Linked DNA regions of Capra hircus: region 2 is linked to region 1. A link is a contact called in public Hi-C data. All regions are on one chromosome and are shown on one strand. The core of a region is the stretch at or near the end of the contact, and the rest is flanking DNA. Distances in the headings are between cores, read along the strand shown. Region 1 holds the start of DNM2 (dynamin-2). Region 2 overlaps DNM2 (dynamin-2).

Region 1 (6,140 bases), core at 1,581-4,080:
TCGATGAGAGGTGGGGATGGGAGAGACCCTGGGTTTCCCCAACCCAGAGACCTTGATCCTTCACTGAACAACCTCTTGTAAGAATGCTCAGCTCTTTGGGCCTCAGTTTTCTGCTCTAGAAAATGGGATCATAGCAGTGCCAGCCTCATGAGGCTTCAGTAAAGTCCAATGTGTAACTTCAGAGCACTTTAATTCTGACTAGCTTTGGTTATTGATATGAAAGGAACCGGGGCTTCCCTGGTGGCTCAGCCAGTAAAGAACCCACCTGCAAAGCAGGAGACCTAGGGTTGATCCCTGGGTAGGGAAGATCCCCTGGAGAAAGAAATAGCAACCCACTCCAGTATTCTGGCCTGGGAAATCCCACTGACAGAGAAGCCTGAGGGCTACAGTCCAGACTCACAAAGAGTTGACACGACTGAGCAACTAAGCATACACACACCCACGACGGAACCAGCCTAGTGAGCAACAGCACCCTCCAAGGAGACCCACTAGGTGCCAGGCACTATGCTAAGTAAGCACTTTTAACACACCGTGTCACTACATCCTTGCAAGTCCTGTTAAGGGTCCATTAGCCCTTTTTCTGGTGGGAAAACTGAGGCTCAGAGAGGTCAAACAACCTGCGCAAGGTCACGAGGCAGACGAAATGGACAGAGCTTTGCAGACACCCACCGGAAGCCTGGGTAGGCAGGAGGATGGCCAAGCAGGGGACCCAGGCTGGGCTGATCCCAAGTCCACACACCTTTCCGCCACAGTAGAAAGAGGGCATTTCGCCAGGGACACAGCAGCAAAGGAGGAAATTCATGCCGCTGGGAGCAAAACCCTAGGCCACTGTGCAGGCGGGGCGGGGCTGAGCACCCAGCTGGGCTCCACTGAGTGCCAGCCTGGTGGCCTTGGGCAAACAGCAAGTCTTTTCTGAGCTGAACCAAGAGAGAAGTCAGCTTGGGGGCTGCTGGATGAACCTCTTTAACAATGATAACAACAACAATATGAACATGATGATGACTATGACGTTATCAGGGCTTCCCTGCTGGCTGAGCGGTAAAGAATCTGCCAGCAATGCAGGAGACACATGTTCAATCCCTGGGTTGGGACGATCCCGTGGAGGAGGAAATGCTAACCCATTCCAGTATTCTTGCTTGGGAAATACCATGGACCAGAAGGCCTGGTGGGCTACAGTCCATGGGGTCACAAAGAGTCGGACACAGGACTTCACGAGTAAACTACCAACCGCCATGACGTTATCATCTGGCAGCCGCAGTCGCAAATGGAGTCCTTCCCAGAATGGAGAAGTGGCCCCCCATCTGGGAGACAGAAGGAAAAGAGGTGGGGGGAGGAGAGGGGAGAGGTAACCACTCTCAGTGGCCACAGGGCCCATTCTCCTCCATTAGCTTTGTGAATCCTGGAAACAGCCCAGAGTGGAATTTGTCCACTGGACAGATGGGCAAACTGAAACTTCTCGGGGCTTCCCAGGGAAGGCTATATCCAAGCTTTTGCCACTGCAGCCTGATCGGGCCAGAAGTTCCTCTCAGGATCCAAGGAGGATCCCCACCATGCAGGCTTTGGCTTGGGGGCTGGTCCCCATGTTCCAGGGCCCTGCAGGCAACCTGACATGGGCCAGGAAAGACTCCTGGAAAAAGTCTGCCCCCCAGGGTCCTACTTCCAATTCAGAGGAGAGGAGTTCAAGTCTCACCCTTCAGCCCCCTTCTCTTCTGCAAGCTCCTCTCATCCCCTGCCCAGAAGTGGGGTCAGGGAGACAAGAAGGACTGACACCATGACACAAAGACAAAAGGATCCACTTGGAAGCGAGGAGCCAGCGTTCGCCAGGCACCAAGTTGAAGAGGCAGCCCAGGAGAGCCAGACAACAGGGTCTCCCAGGGTCCAGCCAGCCAGTCAGACAGCACAGGCCAGCTGGGTAACCCAACAGAGGAAGAGCTAAGTCTGTGAGGGGCACGGATGGGCAACCAGACAGGACAGGGCCTTCTGGCTAGCTAGCCAGGCAGCAGGGGGCTGCCCTGCGGTCCTGGACAGATGGACAGCCAAATGGTGGTGGCAGGGAAGCCTATCCAGGACAGAGAGACAGCAAGCCAGACGACAGGAACTGCTCCAAATCAATGAGCAGCCGGCCAGACCACGGGGATCGGCCCAGTAAATATCCAGGAGACAGGTTCAGGACAGAGAGACAACCAGATGGTAGAATTCACCCACTAGAGCTGGGGGCCAGAGAGTCAGAGGTCTTGCACTGCACTTCCTGGCCCATGCCCCCCAGCGCGTGGGACACCCCTTAGGTCTGGGCCGGCTCCCCAGCCCCTACAGGGAGCCCACCACTCAGGGCGTCCCACAGGGCCCGCCCCCCTGTCCCCGTCCCGGTCGCGGGCACGCAAGCGCCGCAGTTACGCCGGCGGCGCAGGGCGCGCCATTCCCAGTCCGCCCTCCGCGCCGTAGGCCGCCGCCCGCCCGCCGTCGCCACCGAGCTCGCTCACCGGCCCACGAAGTTCTCGAGCACAGAGCTCTTGCCGGCGCTCTGGCCGCCCACCACGGCGATCTGTGGCAGGTCCAGGTGGCAGCTCTGGCCGATGGAACTGAAGGCATCCTGCAGCTTGTTGACCAGCGGGATCAGCTCTTCCATCCCGCGGTTGCCCATGGCGCCGGTGGCCCCGGCCCGAGCGACCCGCGCTCCTCGCCCGACCCTGTCCCTCAACGACGCGGCCCCGCGGCGTCCGCAGCCGTTGCTCCCCGCCCGCCCGGGCCTCGGCGCGACGCCCGCTCCCGGCTCGGCCTCACGGTCGCCGCCTCATCCGGTTCTCAAGCGACACCCGACCCGACCGACCTCCCGCCGGAGCCCTGGGGCTGCGCCAAAAATCCTCGGACTAACTCCGATTGGCCGGCTGGGTTGTCACTTCTGCACACAAACCAATGAAAGTGAGGCACGGGCCGATTGCCGAATGAGCCCGCCCCCTGGGGCCTATTCTCTGACTCATTGGGCGCAAGAACTGTCGCTATTGTGCAAGAGCCAATAGCAGCGGCAAGCGAGTTGTCTCGGCCGGGAGGCGGTGTTTCGGGAAAAGGCATGTTGGCCCCGCCTACTAGGGGGTGTTCCCGGATAGAAGGAACATCCGCTAGTCTTATTGGCAAGCAGACCCACCAATCAACAAGGCTGGCCAATGATACTAGGGATCGGTTCTTCGCTTGACTCTATTTAGTTCCCTAAAATTTTCCCATTGGTTTATATAAATATCACTCCCTTCTATCACCCAACAAGTCAAAGAGGGTGGGATTTAACTTCCAAATCTTGACTCTGATTGAAAGCCGTATCTGTCCATCAAAAAACCTCCCCCGCCCCGTTCTAGTTTGTGAATGTCGTATGGCAAGTAGGGTCTTCTGGAGCATAGGATAGGTTCACAGTACGAGGCAACGCGCGCCGCCTAGTGGTAGGACTCAGTGCTGATAGTCACTTGTGTTTCTGGGCTCTAAAGAAAACTACAAGTCTCAAAATGCATCTTAGCCGCGAGCTTGCAAATCAGCTCCCTGCGCGGGGTCCCAACATATTTTGAAGGTCCAAATATACTTTGATATGCAGATGACACCACCCTTATGGCAGAAAGTGAAGAGGAAAGAAAAAGCCTCTTGATGAAAGTGAAAGTGGAGAGTGAAAAAGTTGGCTTAAAGCTCAACATTCAGAAAACTAAGCCAGAGAGAAGTAGCTCAGTAAGGAGTTAGGAGCAAAGGAGGTGGGGAAGTAGTCTGACTGGGCCAGGCAGTAACAGGGGAATGGAGAAACAAGGGGTGAAAGAATGGCAGAGTGGAATTGCCTTCTTCATGACCCAAAACTGCAGGTCTCAGAGACAAGCAAAAAGACTGACAGTGTTTGGCATTGCAGCCTTGACTACGGTGGCAGAAACTTGCAATACCCTAACTGCTCATCCATGGAGCTCATTAAGTAAATACTGTTTATAATCCATAAACAAAATTGAGTAAATTTTCATGTACTAAAGTGTAAACAATTTGAGATACAGTATACTAAGAGAAAGGTTGGGGGGAAGCAAGGTACATGGAGAAGGAAATGGCAACCCACTCCGGTACTCTTGCCTGGAGAATCCCTTGGACAGAGGAGCCTGGTGGGCTACAGTCCATGGGGTTGCAGAGTCGGACATGACTGAGCGACTGACACACAAAATTGAGGAGATACTTGATGGCGCAGGGTACACTTTATCTACTGTCCCATCTCCTGCAGGAAGCTGGCCTTGGGCAAATAAAAGGTTAAGTTGTTTACTGGCAAAAAAAAAAAAAAAAAAAAGCAAGGTACAGAACAGCACGTAAAAGATGCTGACATTCATATTCATGGATACACAAATTGAGAAATTTATATGTGACTGTACATCCTTCTACATGCGTTATGTTTCAATTTAAAAACACCGCAGCTCAGAGCACCAGCTCTGTAACTGGCCATATCTGGATTAGATCCTGGGCCTGTTTCTTTGTTGGGTGATAATGACCAAGTGACTTCATTTCTCAGTTTCCTTATCTGTAAAATGAGAAACCATAAGGTTGCAAAAGTTAAATACATTTGACAACTGTTTAGAACAGTGTCAGGCATGGTGCAAGCACCTTCTTTGTTGTTTAGCCAGCTAAGTCCTGTCCAACTCTTTCGAGATCCCATGGATTGTAACCTGCCAGCCTCCTCTGTCCGTGGGATTTCCCAGGCAAGAATACTGTGGTGGTGGTGTAGTCGCTAAGTTGTGTCTGACTCTTGCGATCCCATGGACTGTAGCCTGCTAGGCTCCTCTGTCCATGGCATTCTCCAGGCAAGAATACTGGAGTGGGTTTTCATTTCCCTCTCCTGGAGATCTCAGGATCTTCCTGACCCAGGGACCAAATCCACGTCTCCTGCGTTGGCAGGCTGATTATTTACCACTGAGCCACCTGGGAAGCCCTGTAAGCACCTTCTGGATCACATATATTTTCATCACTGTGTTTACTGACAATGAAATTAAGCCACAAGTTTGAAGAGTCAAGGCTAAGAGCCAGACCTCTGGAGCCAAGCTGCTACTTCCTTAATGGTGACCTTGGGCAAGTGATTTCCCCCTCTCTGGACTTGTTTCCTCATCTACAAAAGGGGGAAGACAAGAGTCCTCACTCCACCTACCCCCCAGGATGGCTTGGGGTCTGAGTCACAGGAAAAGGATGCAACTCTCACTCTAGGCATTACCTACAAGCTGGGTTCCCAGACACCAGTGCTGCTTTGGTTACTTATTATTGTCACTGGGGGTGGGAGTGGGGACCATGTACCTGTCAACTACAAACTGGTCTTTGCCAAGGGCATTGATCATCTGCCTCTGCAGAGATTAAATCTTTGCTGCTGCAGCTGTTGACCTTCAACCTTCCCTGAAAGGAACCCAGGGTGCAGAATGAGGCCCTTCGTGCACTAGGGAAACTGGTGGAACAGGTCTTTAGGTTGTTATTGTTCAGTGGCTAAGTTATGTATGACCCTTTGTGACCTCATGGACTGCAGCACACCAGGCTTCCCTGTCCTTCACCATCTCCCGGAGTTTCCTCAAACGCATGTCCATTGAGTCGGTGATGCCATCCTAACATCTCACCCTCTGTCACCCCATTCTCCTCCTGCCCTCAGTCTTTCTAAGCATCAGGGTCGTTTCCACTGAGTTGGCTCTTCATATCAGATGGCCAAATTATTGAAGCTTCAGTTCTGCATTAGTCCTTCCAATGAATATTCAGGACTGATTTCCTTAAGGATTGACTGGTTTGATCTCCTTGCAGTCCAAGGGACTCTCAAGAGTCTTCTCCTGAACCACAATTCAAAAGCATCAATTCTTCAGCACTCAGCTTTCTATATGGTCCAACTCTCACATCCATACATGATTACTAGAAAAAACAAAACTTTGTCTAGACAGACCTTTGCAGCTGATGTCTCTGCTTTTTAATACACTGTCTAGGTTTGCCATAGCTTTTCTTCCAGGGAGTAACTGTCTTTCAATTTCATGGCTGCAGTCACCGTGTGTAGTGATCTTGGAGCCCAAGAAAATAAAATCTGTCACTATTTCCACTTTTTCCCCATCTATTTTTCCAGTAATCTTATCAGGCCACCTGATATAAAGACCTGACTCATTGGAAAAGACCCTGAT
Region 2 (5,994 bases), core at 2,480-4,979, 55 kb before region 1:
GATGGAGGGAACATGGCACCTCTCCCCATGGAACTTGCCTGACTCCGTGGATATTTTTAATGGCGTAGCTGATCTCCCGTCGTAAGTCTTTCTCATCGAACTCCATCTGAGAAAAGACAAACCAAACACATGCAAGGAGGTTCCTGGGGGACCCCCCAGTTCAGGTCTGTATCTGGGGAATGTCACCTCCTGCGTACATCTGTAGTCACATGGTATATATTTGATTGGTCAAAAATGTTTAAAAACGTTAAAACGCAGTTTCAGCAACGATGCTCTGAAACTAACGCTCTGTTGGAAGAAAACTTGACGTATACACACACTCTTCTGGGCTATGTGGCTGGACAAATTAAAAACGTTTAAAAACATACTTCTACTACCACCAAGTAGTTTTAAGTGCTCTGGGAATTTATCTTGAACAATGAATCAAGAATTAGCTATGTTCCCAAAACAATCTGTAAGTGCTAAGAAACGTGCAGTGCCCCCCAGCGGGAGACTAGTTAAAAAAGAAGATAGTGCTTTGCCATTGACGGTGCATGAAATGTATACACTAATTTGGGACGATGGCAATTATGTGAAAAAAGCATATAAAGAAGCATAATTTGTTCTTTTCTCCTTCTGGCTTTTGTTCTTCTGAAAAGAATGTGACTGGTTTTTACAAAGATGGTATGTGCTCACTGTAAAACCTGTACAACTTCCAGCAATTAAAACAAAAAGAAAAATCTCTTAATTCCAGCACCCAGAGCTGACATTTTGTGAATATCCTTGCAGATCTGTCTCTGCAAAGACACCCATCTCAGGGGGTGTGTATGATTTCATATGAAGGACCTTATTTATAACAACTGTTAACTTCAGCCCAGGCTGGCTCCATAGTCTTTTTCCCTTTCAACGGGGACATTTACCAGGTGAATTTTCCTGTATGTTCTATGTATTTTGCAAAGAGCATGTATTCAGAGGAAAATGTTGGAGCTTTTCATACGACTCTGCTGGAAATCACTAAGCTCACAGAAGGAGGCCCGTGGGGTCTACAGGTGGGAGCTCAAGACCTTGTGGCCTGGGAAGAAGCCAGGTTCAAGGTCAACTGAGCGGGTGGGTCAAGGTTGAGCAGAGGGCCCGGCCTGCGCAGCGCTACCTTCACCAGCTCGAAGGGAAATCGCTCGTGGAAGATGCGATTGATCCGGGCGCCCCCGGAGAGCTCCAGTGTGTCCACCTGGTCTCCAGAGCCCTCAATCCTCTTCTCAAAGTCCACCCCAAACTGCTGGACCATCCTGTGCGGAAAGAGAAAAGCTGAACGTCAAAGCAGAGGCACTGACACGGCTCTGGGACTATGTCCCAAGTCAAGCCATGGCTTACTTTCCTCCTTTTATTTTTTTGGGAACAAAATGTATGTGTGGGTCAAAAAAACAGACAAAATCCAGGCTCTGTCGAGGGCAAGCACTGGCTACACGCCAGGCCCCCTCCACAGGCCTACTATGATCATTCATTCATTGAACTGGGGGCACGAGGGGCAGTTATCACTCCCTTTTGCAAAAGAGTGAGGTGTGGGGGAGGGGGGAATCACAGCTCAGCAACCTCTGCCCTGAGGTTTGGCCTAATTCAGTAGAACTGTGATATATAAACGGAGCACCTCCACACCGTTTGGGTGGCTTCCTCTAGTTCCTACCGCCTCCCAGTCTGGAGTCGCAGACTCCACCACTGATGGGCTATGAGGCCTTGGACAGGTGGGTTTGCCCTCTAAGCCTCAGTATCTCCATCTCCAAAGTGGGCTGATTCTAACAGTATCTCCATGTAGGGTCACTGTAAGGATATTTAAGGAGTTTCAAGATTTTATCAACTCAGAAAAGGCATCAATCTCAAAATGCACTACTAGCCTGGACACCCCACAAAAAAAGAAACATGCTGCCAATGAATAGTAATCCACCTGAAATTTGCTTTCAGAGAAGTGAAGACTTTTTAGTGCACACGTAATTCATGAAATGTGGTAAAACCACGCCTGGCCCCTTAGAATGCAGCCCAGCCCTTAAAAAGTGTCTCTAGAGTATTGCTGATTAGGGCTGTGATGAAGTGAGTGGTAAAGAACTAAGATATTTATTAGTGTTATGGTTGTCTTTAGCATTTCTAACTGTTTTCCCCCAGTCCTCTGCACTGTCCTAGGAATACGTTAAGGCTGTATATTGTCATCCTGCTTATTTAACTTATGTGCAGAATACATCATGGGAAATGCTGGGCTGGATGAAATACAAGCTGGAATCAAGATTGCCAGGAGAAATATCAATAACCTCAGATATGCAGATGACACCACCCTTATGGCAGAAAGTGAAGAACTAAAGAGCATCTTGATGAAAGTGAAAGTGGACAGTGAAAAAGTTGGCTTAAAGCTCAACATTCAGAAAACGAAGATCATGTCATCCCGTCCCATCACTTCATGGCAAATAGATGGGGAAACAGTGAAAACAGTGGGTGACTTTATTTTGGGGGGCTCCAAAATCACTGCAGATGGTGACTGCAGCCATGAAATTAAAAGACATGTACTCTTTGGAAGAAAAGTTATGACCAGCCTAGACAGCATATTAAAAAGCAGAGACATTACTTCACCAACAAAAGTCCATCTAGTCAAGGCTATGGTTTTTCCAGTGGTCATGTATGGATGTGAGAGTTGGACTATAAAGAAAGCTGAGTGCCGAAGAACTGATGCTCTTGGAACTGTGATGTTGGAGAAGTCTCTTGAGAGTCCCTTGGACTGCAAGGAGAGCCAACCAGTCCATCCTAAAGGAGATCAGTCCTGAGTGTTCATTGGAAGGCCTGATGTTGAAGCTGAAACTCCAGTACTTTGGCCACCTGATGCGAAGAGCTGACTCATGTGAAAAGACCCTGATGCTGGGAAAGACTGAAGGCGGGAGAAGAAGGGGATGACAGAGGATGAGATGGTTGGATGGCATCACCAACTCAATGGACATGAATTTGAGTAAACTACGGGAGTTGGTGATGGACAGAGAGGCCTGGCGTGCTGCAGTCCATGGGGTCGCAAAGAGTCGGACACAACTGAGCAACTGAACTGAACTGAACTGAAGCAGGAGTAGCTGGCACAAGGCACAGCGCCCTCCCCTACGTCTGTTCTCCCTGAAGCCTCCAGGGGGCGCCCGTGAACACCTGAGTCAGGCCAGGTCCTACCAGGGCTCAGAACACTCCATGGCTCCCACCTTACTCAGAGCAAAAACTAAGACCCGTGGTCTAAGAGGCCCTGCAGGCCCTACCCTGCTCCCTCCTGGGCCTCATTCCTTCCTACTCTCCCCCCACTCACTCCGCTCCACCCACATGGGCCTTCTCCAACACGCTAGATGCAATCCTGCCTCAGGCAGGGCCTTTGCACTGGCCAGGCCCCCACCCCCAGGACTGCACAGCCGCTTCCTCACCTCTTCAGTCTCTGCCTGACTCTTCACTGACCACTTGATTTTAAACAGCACCCCAAGCCTACCCTGGCACTCTCCAGCCCCTTCCCCACTTTGACATTTTGCCATTTCACAGATTATTCACATGTTCTTATTTACTTATCTTGTCTCATCCCTCTCCTCTCCCCTTTCTGAGCACATGGGGTGTCTGCCCCACACACTGGAGCAACCCTGGTGCACAGGACAGGGCCCAGCACACAGGAGGCTCTGGTGAAGGGTTTGCTGAACAGATGGATGGGTGGGGAGCCTATGGCTGGGAGGAGGCCCTCGAGCCTCCTGGGTGAGTGCCAGGCTGAGGGAGGGGCACGTACTGCAGCAGAGCTTTGGTCTTGCGTGTGGGGTCATCGGGCCGGAAGTTCTTGTACTCCTCCACCTCCTTCTCCAGGGATAGCAGCTGGCTCTGCAGCTTGCTGCGCAGGGCCGGCAGTGATTCCCGGATGTGGTTGGTCAGTTGCTGTGGGAGAGAGGTCAGAGGTCAGCACAGGCAGGATGCTGAGAAGGGGCAGACCTGCTCCATCCCCAGCTTCAAGGGACCAGTGGAAACCCCGAGCAGCAGGGAAGGGTGACACAGCCTGGTCCACAGCAGCGCAAGGCTGCAGACAGCCCACGGGGACCTGGGAGAGGGCGGATCAACTGGGCCGCGCACACCATGGATCAAGAGAGCAGGACCCAAGTGCTGGCCGTGAACAGCCAGTGTCGCTCACTGGAGAACAGAACAAAGTCTAGGAGGGACTTCCCTGGTGGTGGTCCAGTGGTTAGAAATCTACCTTCCACTGCAGGGGTTTGATCCCTGGTCAGGGAACTAAGATTCCACAGGTCGTGGGGCAACAAAGCCTGGGTGCCACAATTAAGACCTGATGCAGCCAAATAAATAAATGAATAAAGTTGTAAAGGCTACAAAGCCACTGCAGGACCCAGGCACGGGAGGACTGACAGACACAGACCACAGGAACGGGCCCTACAAACCATGACAGAAACGGTTCACCGGAAAAGGCACAGGACACATGTAGGATGTGATCCCTTCTGAGAAGATGGGGAGAATTGAGAACACACCTTCATCTGCACAGAGTGCAGGATGGTTCATGAGGGTCAGGAGGACCCTTCCCGCAGACCACCCCCGACTGTTTGGTTTTTAACCATGGGGACTCGATCGTTATTCACAAACTTTAAAAGGAGGCAGCGGTGCAGAAAAGATTAGGTAGTGAGCCTTGAGATGAGCTGTTCATGAAAAACCTAGACAGAGACTTCTCTGACGGTCCAGTGGCTAGAACTCCTCGCTTCCACTGCAATGGGCATGGGGTCCATCCCTGATCAGGGAACCAAAATCCGGCATGCCACATGGCATGGCAAAAACAGAAACAAGTCAGATACAGAGCAGTGGGTAAATATGTTAACTGTTCGGGTGGCAACAAGGAAGATGGAAAGCATAGAACAGGAAAAGAGAGGAGGCGGGGCACGCGGGATAAGCAGGCAGGAGGGAGGCCGGCAGTCCAGGCACATCGGCCCCTCCAGGGTTTATAGTCTTGAGAAAGAAGCCCAGGAAGTGGCGACACGGGCCGCCTGGGGGTGGTAGTCGGGCGGCCTGTCGCGGCATGGGAGGAAATGGAACACTCACTGTATCCGGACTGTCGTTTTAAAAATACTCTTTCAAAAGAGAAAGAGAGAAGGAATGAAAAAAATAAATAAAAGCCATAAAATCAACTCAAACCACCCAAATGGAAATGCACCGCTGTGTGGTGCATTTTGTCCTACAAGACAAAGAAATGACAAACTACCTACCGAGGGAGGAAACAGGTGTGAAGGAGACTCACGCACGTGGCATGAATCTGACGGTCACCCCGAAACCCTCTGTGACCGGGGGCCCCTTCCTGGGGAGCTGCAGGTCCCCGAGGGCGGCAGTCCACTCTCGTCCCTGTCGCCTTTCTGGGGCATGACCCTGTTTAGCTCATGGGGCGATAGAGGGGCGGGGGGACCCCGTTCTGGGAAGCACCAGGATGTGGGCCCAGGCTCCCAGAAGGCCAGCTGGGCTCTCAGAGGAAGCCCCAGGCACCTGCGGACAGTTTTACTTCCCTTCCCCTCCCCCCGCCCTCTGCCCAGGCAGACCCCCCCCCCCGCCCCCGCTTCCTTTCCTGCAGGGCCCCTCCCACCAGACACTCACTTCCCTGTTCGTTCTCCTGAGAGGTATGCTCTGCCTTTCCACCCTCTGCCAGCCCACATTGCTTCCTAACACTTGAAGTGTTCCTAGCCTTTATCTGGGGATTTGTCCTGAGTCAGTGCCCCCAATCAAAAATATGCCTTCCCCTGGCACTTTCCTCGTGGTCCAGAGGTTAAGATTCTGTGCTTCCACTGCAAGGGCACAGGTTCGATCCTTGGTCAGGTAACTAAGATCCCACATGCCATGTGGCATGGCCAAAAAATTAAAAAAAGAAATATGCCTTTTCCCCAGGATAGGGCCCAGCTCCCCAACTGGCACTGTGTCCCACTGCAGGCAGGAAGAACTTTTAAATTGTTACCCTGCGGCCCAAGGTGCCACCATATAGCAAGGAGG

Evidence for each region. A called contact is a pair of places that touch in the nucleus more often than the background predicts.
Region 2: a Hi-C map of blood shows a contact between it and region 1, with 3 times the contacts expected there. The contact joins the enhancer-like site here to the promoter of DNM2 in region 1. A contact is called at or near these places in 2 of 5 Hi-C or Micro-C datasets (both in blood).

Annotation. Positions count from the first base shown.
Region 1 is chr7:95,070,952-95,077,091 of ARS1.2, reverse strand. It overlaps DNM2 (dynamin-2), which reads right to left and starts at 2,830. Exons shown (of 21, transcript XM_018051081.1): 1 at 2,481-2,830. The coding sequence starts at 2,641.
Region 2 is chr7:95,127,331-95,133,324 of ARS1.2, reverse strand. It overlaps DNM2 (dynamin-2), which reads right to left. Exons shown (of 21, transcript XM_018051081.1): 7 at 3,758-3,900; 8 at 1,130-1,265; 9 at 39-106. Among named protein-coding and RNA genes, the nearest start is that of TMED1, 36 kb to the left of the region's middle. Within about 2 kb of position 3,729, at least 1 of the 5 cell types and tissues checked has an H3K27ac peak or open chromatin away from gene starts, as enhancers often do.